2 separate regions of the Gossypium hirsutum genome follow, and region 1 is linked to region 2. A link is a contact called in public Hi-C data. All regions are on one chromosome and are shown on one strand. The core of a region is the stretch at or near the end of the contact, and the rest is flanking DNA. Distances in the headings are between cores, read along the strand shown. Region 1 holds the start of LOC107943875 (protein SPOROCYTELESS). Region 2 holds the start of LOC121204943.

Evidence for each region. Hi-C and Micro-C count contacts between places; a contact is called where the count stands out from the background.
Region 1: a contact with region 2 is called in a Hi-C map of leaf, with 2.2 times the contacts expected there. The contact joins the promoter of LOC107943875 here to the promoter of LOC121204943 in region 2. A contact is called at or near these places in 5 of 34 Hi-C or Micro-C datasets (all in leaf).

What each region holds. Positions count from the first base shown.
Region 1 is chrA01:9,019,752-9,024,370 of Gossypium_hirsutum_v2.1, reverse strand. It overlaps LOC107943875 (protein SPOROCYTELESS), which reads right to left and starts at 3,149. Exons shown (of 3, transcript XM_016877690.2): 1 at 2,494-3,149; 2 at 1,793-1,999; 3 at 1,236-1,707. The coding sequence starts at 3,036. The coding sequence ends at 1,483. It overlaps TRNAS-AGA (transfer RNA serine (anticodon AGA)), which reads left to right and starts at 257; the gene lies at 257-338.
Region 2 is chrA01:8,879,803-8,884,714 of Gossypium_hirsutum_v2.1, reverse strand. It overlaps LOC121204943, which reads left to right and starts at 1,858. Exons shown (of 1, transcript XM_041075798.1): 1 at 1,858-2,594. The coding sequence starts at 2,098. The coding sequence ends at 2,397.

The DNA.
Region 1 (4,619 bases), core at 1,900-4,399, 140 kb before region 2:
GGGTTAAATCTACAAATGTATGCATGGAACATGGTTAACAATTGAATTTAACCAAACAGATTTAATTGCTACTATTTTGGGTCATGATTGAAATTTTATAATTTGAAAAGTACAATGAGTAAATTTGACCAATTTGAAAAGTAGAGGACTAAAATTGATCTAATTAAAGTAAGGACTAATAGCAGAATTTAACCAAAAATATAACACTATAAAAATGATTTTAAGAGATACATTCTACTCAAAGCACATTAAACTTGTAGACGTGCCGGAGTGGTTATCGGGCATGACTAGAAATCATGTGGGCTTTGCCCGCGCAGGTTCGAATCCTGCCGTCCACGTTTTAACTTTCTTACTTTTTGGTGGCAATTTTCTTCAATTTTCTTTTCCTTCAAAATTTTCCTACAAAACAAACACAAATTTTCTCAACCATAAAGAATTAATGATATTGTTGTTTTCTTAAACCAAAACAAAAGCGAAAACCCATCAAAAAGTAAGTTATTATTAGTTCCCCCAACACCAAAAAAAAAAGCTTCCAATACTCAGCTTTGCTACTATCAGAGACTACCAGTCCCACGTCCTGCATCTTCATATTAAAAAATGAAATTAATTTACCATCTTCCTTTTTTAACTTAAAAAAACATTATTTTTGTTCAAGTTCATATTGTAACTGAAAAAGTTACAGGCTTACAGCAGTAGGTAGCAGCCAGTTTCTGATGATCCTCCAGTTAATGTTTTTGCTTTAATTTTGCTGGAAACAGTGACAGTTTATATATATATATATTATACTCTTTGCTTACACCTTTTTCAAAGCAACCCCTAAAAAAGGTGTACTTAATTAGCTCACTCCCATAAACAGAAAGCTAGAGATGCCCTCCTTGTGTTTCACCACATTAAATTTTTTAAAAAATGAAGTAAAATTCTAAAAGAGAGATAGAGACAGTTGCTAGGGTTTTGAGCCAATTCTTTCCACCCTATATTTATATATCCCAGACCTTGGTGTGTATATATATATAATCTGAAGACAAGTAAAACTCAGTTTTTTTTTTCGAAGTTAAAAGTACAATATATCTAGGATTGTGAAATGACAGCCAGGGTTAATGGTTTTTATCACTGATGAACCATATTTGGGTGCTTCCATATGCAATACACAATACCAGTCTCTACAATCTACATATCTTCTTCTATATGTATTTGGCAATGGCAATGTGAATTTAGAATAGACAGAAACTTTGAACTTGGTTAATTACTTCACTATTTTGCTGTGATATCTGTCAAGATTGTACACCTTTTTTAATCATAAGAAATATGTGGGATATCTACAACATTTCAAATAAAAAGTGGTGACCATATAGATTTTTAATTAAGTGTAACAACAAAAGAGGAACTTTAAAAGCTGTATTTTGGAATTTGGTTTAAAAAAAAAGCATTAATTACACCTCCAAAATCAATGTAACAGTAAGACCAAGATTTTCCTGTATGCTTCTAATATGAAAGCTTGAGTGACAGATCAACACAATTAGGAGCATTATTAGCATAAGAAGCTTCACCACCTACTGTAATTGCTGATGAAGAAGCTTCTTCAGGAAATTCCCATTCCTTGGAAGCTGTGTTTCTGCCATTTTTCCCTGGGAAAAATTCATACTCCATCACATAACTTCCAGTGCCAAATGAATTTCCTTTCCTGTGAATCGCCACAACATCCACTGTCTACAACAACACAAAGAACCCCATAAGAAGAACGGTATTTTATTAAAAAAAGAAAAAAACCAATTTGATTGGTCATCATCATCACCTCATTGATGTTCATTTGGCCTGCTGCTGCATATGCATAAGCACTCCTTGCAGCTCTAGCACGGAATCCCTTCATCATCTCTTCATTTGTGTTTTGATTGTTTTCCAGGTTCCATCCGTGAAAGTCAGTTCCTTTGTTTGGAAAAGTTTGTCCTAATTGGTTGAATAAACCTCCATTAAACTTCCCATTCTCCATATTGCAACGCTTCTTCTGCAACATGTATTCAAGTGATCAATAAGATGGCAAAGAAGTCATATATAAAAGAAAGAACTTGAGACAGATACTGACTAGCTTTTGGGTTCATTTTGAGTGATTTTTAGATACAATCCCAAGAAACATAAGACTAATGATCTCCTAACTGTAGATCTCTTTTTTTTTTTTCTGTGTTGCTATATTTTTCTAGCAAGCCAAACAGGAGGAATCAAGAAATCCTTTCCAACTTATAACTCCTTTTCCCCCCATTTTTTTCTCAGGAATCAAACATAACCATTTAGAAATAAATATCAGAATCAACAATATTACGACCTGTTCAACTATGTCATCTTTTTCCTTCACATTTCCTACATTTTATTAGAAACAAAAACAAAACATCACCAAAAACCAAAAGCACAATACTTCAAACAAGCAAACAAAACCCAAAGCACAAAACTTTGCAAATTAAGAAGCTTTGAAAAAAAAAAAAAAAGGGGTAAAAGCTAGACCTTAAAGCAAAGATCACAATGCTCAGGCTTGCAATGCTGGAACTTTGGCATTGAAGAGAGCTCTTTAGAAGCCTCCACAACACTAGCAGCAGCACAACTAACCTGAACATTACCAGGATTTCCAACCAAAACCTGACTATTAAACCCACCGAACCCTCCATTACCAACAACTCTTTGCATCATCAAACCATCTGTGTCAGCCCCCCAACCCCATAACCCTCCACTTCCACCATTGATCATCATGGAGGGAACACCGTAGTTTGCTACACCATGCAGCACAGGCACATTACTAGCTCCCATAGCTTCACAACCGAACTGGTTTATTGTCGTTGGGGTCCTTGTTTCACTCATTTTCCTCAAACGTTCAAGTTGGGCCACTCCCATGCCTCTTTGAGGCTGTTTCTTTTGGTATGGACCTTTCCCACTTGGTTTCCTTCCTTTGTTGCTCTTCACAAACTCCATGGCAGGTTTAGCTTCATCTTCCATGGGTTTTGTTGTTGGGTTATCAGTGTTTGGAGTCAAGAGTGTAAGTGAAGTAGCCATTAAAAAAGAAGGGCTTTGATATGTTTTTAGCTTAAATCAAAAAGAGAGAGAAAGGAGAGTTTTTTTTTTTTCTTTTCTTTCCCTGTCTTTGGCTTTTGCTGGACGATCAAAAGAACGGGGATTTTATAGACAGACGGTTCTGAAAGATTTGGATTTTCCTTAGACATCAATTTATTGTAATTAAAAATAAAGTTTTCATTACAAAAACAGATAACAAGGTACATGTTATTGTATTTTTTTTCCCCCAGATTTTTATTTTGTTTTTATCAATTCTAAAATCTTCACCACATAATATATTAAAAAATAATTTAGAATATAATAAATACATAAAATTTGAAAAGAAAATCATTGATTTTTCATAAATTTCTTTGTTGATCCAATAACCTTTTTATTAAAAAAAGGACAAAAAGAATTCATCCCTGGAATCAGTAAAACCAGCCTGAGGAATAGCAAATTCCAGCCAAAGAACACCAATCCCTATGCAAAACCCAAATCCAAAAGCCAATCCATCTAAACGCGCGTGTACTACAAAAGCGTGTTCCGTAATGGAATATTGCAACACGCGCATAAGAGAGAGTGAGCATGGAGTTCAATAATATAGTACCTAGAGACACGTGTCATGCACTGAGGGCAACTGATTATACCGGGGACATGATCTGAAACACAAAGGACATTACAACTCCGTTTAAGTAGTTGGGGAGTGTCAGTTTAGACAAAAGTAGCAAACAAACATTAGGGCTTTTCATTTTCATGCAAAAAATATATTTAATTTCTTTCCCCTTTTCCCTCCAATTTTCTTCTAAATAATTTATGATTTTTTTAAATATAATATAATCTGAAATTTAAATGCTATAAAAACAAAATCATTTAAAAATTTTCTTGATCTAAAATGATATGAAAATGATTTAATGGTCAGGATATTGGAAAAAAAAAAGAGGAAAATTTTGAAGTGTCAAAAGCCATTAGGGTTCTCAAACAACATTGTGGGGGGTACAATGGTTTTACATTACAAATTGATCTATGAATGGGCATGATATTGTGATAGCAGGGAAAGATTTGGGTAGACTCAAACAAGGATTTGTGAAATTATTTTGTATTTATATATTTTTTATGTCATCATTATTTTTAAAGTATTTAATATTTATTAGATTATGACATATTCATAAAAAAATTATGTAAAGTTTAAATAAAATATTAGTTAAAATGGTAAATTTAAATGTTTTGCATTCAAATCTCATTATGTGTTCTAACAATATTTATTCTTTTTGACATAAAGTTTAAAATTATCCATAGTCCCCTTCTAATTCATAAATAGAAGGATAATACGTTTTAACACACTCGAACCTACATCTTCTTGCATTGATAAAAATAATCATACCAATCAAGTTAAAACTCAATTGACATTTGTATATTATTTTCTTGATTCAAATATCAAACTTTTGTGGATACTCAAAAATAATAATTCTAAATGTCTCGAGATACAAAACAATCTCAGGAACAAATTGAATGGGATCATGTAATATTAATCAAGGATGGTAAGTAAAAGGTGTAAGGGCAATCGTAGAGTAAGATTTGGTCATGAC
Region 2 (4,912 bases), core at 609-3,108:
CGGCCTAATCCGGTCATTTTTTTTATAAAATTAGCATTTATGAGAATTTTAACCAAATCTGGTTTTATCTTTCTTTTTTTCTTTTTTTAAATTTTTTAAGAATTTTAATTATTTATTTAATTATTGTTAGACCAACGATTGAATTGATCGAACTGGTTGAATCGAGAACTGGTTGTCTATCCTATTCAACCATGGGTTCAATTATTAAAACACTAAATATGACACTTTGAGATTGTACCATATCATCATCATCTAATTTTTTTTTCAAACTCAAAGTGCCACATCACTAACCTTTTAGATTTTTCAAGTTTAAGGATCAAAATGAACTTAATTGTCAAGTTCAAAATGGACCAAAAAAAAGGTACATGTACCAAAATGAACCTAATTGTCTAGTTAATGGGCCAATATAGACCTACTTGCCAAGTTTAGGGGCCAAAAGTTACATTATCCCCTGTTTTTTCACTGTCATTAACAGAATGGGTTTAAATTAATAACTAGTTTCAAGTTCAAAGGTGAAAATGGATAAAAAAAATTCAAGAACCAATGTAAACCTACTTACCAAATTCAAAGGCCAAAAGTTGTAATACCCTTTTAATTAAATAAGCTTATTATTTTTTATTAAAATAATTAATATCATATTTTTAAAATTAAAAAAAATTATTACACGTTGAATTTAATGTTATTGTTGTTGTTGAAGGTAGATGTAGAACCCATAATTACAAGTAATACATATAACTACAATTAGACTCAATATAAGGCACAAAATTATAACCAATATTGTGGAAAATTTTTATCTAAATTCACTCATATTTGTACAATAACTAATCTAAGCCTATATTATTTTTTAAAATTTAAAAAAATATTTATATTTATATTATTTATAATTTATAATTTAATCTTTTTATATATTTTTCAGTTATTGAAATTTTATATATAATCAATTTGACATTTTTAATGTTTAGATCATAATATTATATATTATCATAAATTTAAATTTCATGTGTTCGAAATTGTATATTATATAAAAATAACATAATATAATATTGTACAAACTTTAAAAAACGACCAAATCAAATTAAAAATTTAAATATTAAAACTCAAACTGAGACCTGTTTATGGGTCGGGTTACTTGTCTAGGCCCAATGACCCGCCTGAAATTTGAGAAGGCTTGACAAAAATATCAAGTCCGAGGGCTTGGGAAAAAATTAGGCTCATTTAAAATATAGTTCGAGCTCAAACTTAAACATTCAAGAATTGAGCCTAGCCAACCCGCTTTTAAGTTTATAATACTTTATATTATATTATTTTTATATATTTTATAATTTAGAACACAATAAGAAATAAACTTATACTAAATATATAACATTACTCTAATATAAACATTAAAATAATTAAGATGACTTTATAAAAACTTTCAATAAATAAAAAAATATAAATTTTTTATTAAATATTAAAATAATATAATATAATTTTTAAAAAATTTTAAAAATAATATGGACGAGCCTAAAATAGGTTTAGATTAATCTATTACAAATATAAATGAATTTAGACAAAATTTTATATACATATTTCGAATCGAATCAGACTTGAACAATCACAAAATATGTTACTAAGCTCAACTCAACCTAACTTATAAACAGTTTTACTCAAACTCAATTCGTATTTTAATAATTTTTTTAGTCCTAATATTTAATCTAAAACCCTTCCAACTTTCCAACGAAATCCTGGAACTTAAACAGAGACAGCCGTCACATGATGAGGTCGAAATACATGTAATAAAATTTAAATAGGGACGCCAAGTGAGGATGGTTCCTAGAATCTTTCTATAAAGTCGATTCCAAGACAGTCACATGTTCAAGCCATCAGTTTATATTTTCCAACGCGTAAAACTCAAGAATCTCCTATGGCATAACCCACCCACCCTTCAAGCCCCTTGGTTTTGTCTCCCAAAACCATGGGTCCTGTTCTTCCCCCCACCTTTATATGTAAAACCAAACCCACTTTCCTATATAAAACCAAACCAACTTCCCTTTCACCAACCAAAAATCTCAATCTAAACCTCCAAGCAAAATCCCATCAAAGACCCATTTTTGAAGAATGAGCAGTGGAGCAGTTTCAGCAAGCAAAGCCTGGATTGTGGCAGCCACAATCGGAGCAGTTGAGGCATTGAAAGACCAAGGCATTTGCAGGTGGAATTACACCATTAGGTCACTGCATCAACATGCCAAGAACAATATCAGATCTTCTTCTTTCTTTTCTTCTTCTTCTTCTTCATCTTCTTCTGCTGCTGCTGCTGTTTCAAATAAGTTGAGGGAGGAAAAGATGAGGAAAGCTGAGCAGACTATGAAGAAAGTTATGGATTTGAACTGTTGGGGTCCTAATACTGTTAGATTTTAATGTTCTATGCATTTGGTTCATACAAATTACTACAGCTTTTATCCTTTTTGTTAGAGAAAAAAATTTATAGAGAGAGATGATCTGAATTGGTGTAAATCAGCCTTTTCAAATTTTTTTCATATTATGTTGGATCTTGTTGTATTGGGGATTATCATATGAAAAAAATTTATGAAATACATCTAAAGTTGGGTTGTAAACACTTTCTTTTCTCTGAATTTCCATTCTTTTGGTTGGATTTTATACAGATTGAATCTCTAAAATCTTTTATTTTTCTTTGTTAGTTGAGGATACAGTTTTGTACTCCATTAGCAATATTAGTACTCCATTAGAAACTATGGTAACTGTTGTATATTATATACTATTAAAGTTTTATATTATTACATCAATCATATATACATACTATGTATATATAAAATGGAAGAAAGAAAGTAATTGAAAATAGGTGTCTCTATATGTAAATAGACATGATAACTATGTAAATAGACATAATACAGCCATAGATATCTATTGATATTTTATATATATAAACACTAAAAATGAGAATTGAAATATGAAATTGAATTATAAGAGAAGGAAACTATTAAAGTATTTTTTTTTTGTATGTAATTGGATTTCATTCTTATTTAGAATAATTTTTAAATTTATTTTGTTCGAGTAAACGTTTTATATCTGGAGAATAATATTTCTTGATTTGTCTGCACATGGAGGAGAAATAACTGTTCTTAAAATAGTTTTTTAAAAATGTCTAACTTTTACAAATATCAATTTCGGATCCAACCAAAATTTTTATGTATCTATCAAAATATCTAAGGATAAGCTCTTAGAAATTTTAATATTTCATTGAAAATTTAGACAAAAGCTTGTAAATACGGATTTTGGTACACCAAAAATTTTAATGAAATTTCATAGAAATATTGGTACTCTGCTAGAAATTTTGATATAAAGTTGTAAATCCAAATATTAGTATACCAAAATTTCTAACAAAGTTTTATAGAAATATTGGACTCCATTAGAAATTTTGGTATATATCAAAGTATGCTATGATAAATATTAATATTTTGTTAGAAATCTTGGTAAATGCTTGTAAATCCGGATTTTGGTGTACCAGAATTTCCAACGAGGTTTCTTAAAAATATTAGTATTCCCTTAGAAATTATGGATATATCAAAATATCTAAGGTTAAACTCTTAAAAGTTTTGATAAAAACTTGTGTAACATGATTTTGGTATATCAAAATGTCTAATCACCTTCCATATAACTATTGATATTTTCTTAAAATTTGTAATATAATTCAAAATATCTAAAAAAGTTACGCTTAGAAATTTTAGTAATTCCTTAAAATTTTTAATATCCTTAAAATTTTGGTATTTAACAAAATATTTAATCATATAATCTTAAAAATTTTGATATTTCATATTTGGTTCATCCCATTTTTTTTTTGTTAGAGTTTATGTGACTTGAATCCCATCACTTGTTGAATAAATAAATACAGTAGCAAAATAAAGTGATTTGTGGGGTCAAGAGATCGAAGGCCATATCACACAAGTTGAGTTCATATAGAACTATACTTCTAATATTTGACTTTGATTAGAACAGGTTTTTCAACCCTTAAATAGATATAGTCGAAACTCTTTTTATATAATTCGTTTTTCAACATTAGTGAATTTCTTCTTCTCTGCCCGTGATTTTTTTCCCGAAAATGTTTCCATGTAAAATATAATATGTGTATTCTTATTTTATTGTCTTATTATTTTATAATCATTCTATTGCAATTATGAACATTTATTATAACATTTTCATATAAACATAATTAGTTATTTTAATTAAATTTTTTGGGGTCGTTTGCAGGGATGAAGTACCAAACCCACTCGAAGGAGGTCATAGGGTTGGCCAAACATTATTAACATCTCATAATGTCAATTTTAATGTCAATAATCTATGCTAATGCCTTAACCATGACTTTCTTTTCTTGAATATAATAAACTTGAAAATGTAAAGGTTAAAATATGTCATAAGTCCCTCTATTTTTTAAAAGTTTGAAATTTAATTTTTATATTTTTTAGATTTTAAAATTTAAGTCTAATTGTTAACATTACTAAATATTTTTGGTTAAATTTGTTGGTGTAAGATTTTGAAATAAAAACAATACACTATGTAACTAAAAATATGATATTGTAATTAACACAAATTTAACTAAAAAATTAACTATGTTAACAGTAGAATATAAATTTTAAAATCTAAAAAGTAGAGATACTAAATTCTTAAAAACAAACATATAAAAACTAAATTTCAATTTTTAAAAAGTATAAAAACTTATGCCATATTTTAACCAAAAAATTGAGTACAAAATCTAAATAATAGGAGTCACTTCTTCAACTCCAAAAAAAAGAAAAAAGGTTTGATATATAAATTTACTCTTGAATGTGGTAATGTTTCTCATTTTGGGACTTCGCATGTTATTTTAGATCACATTGGTACTTAAGGTTGACTATTATTACACAAGTTGATACTTATG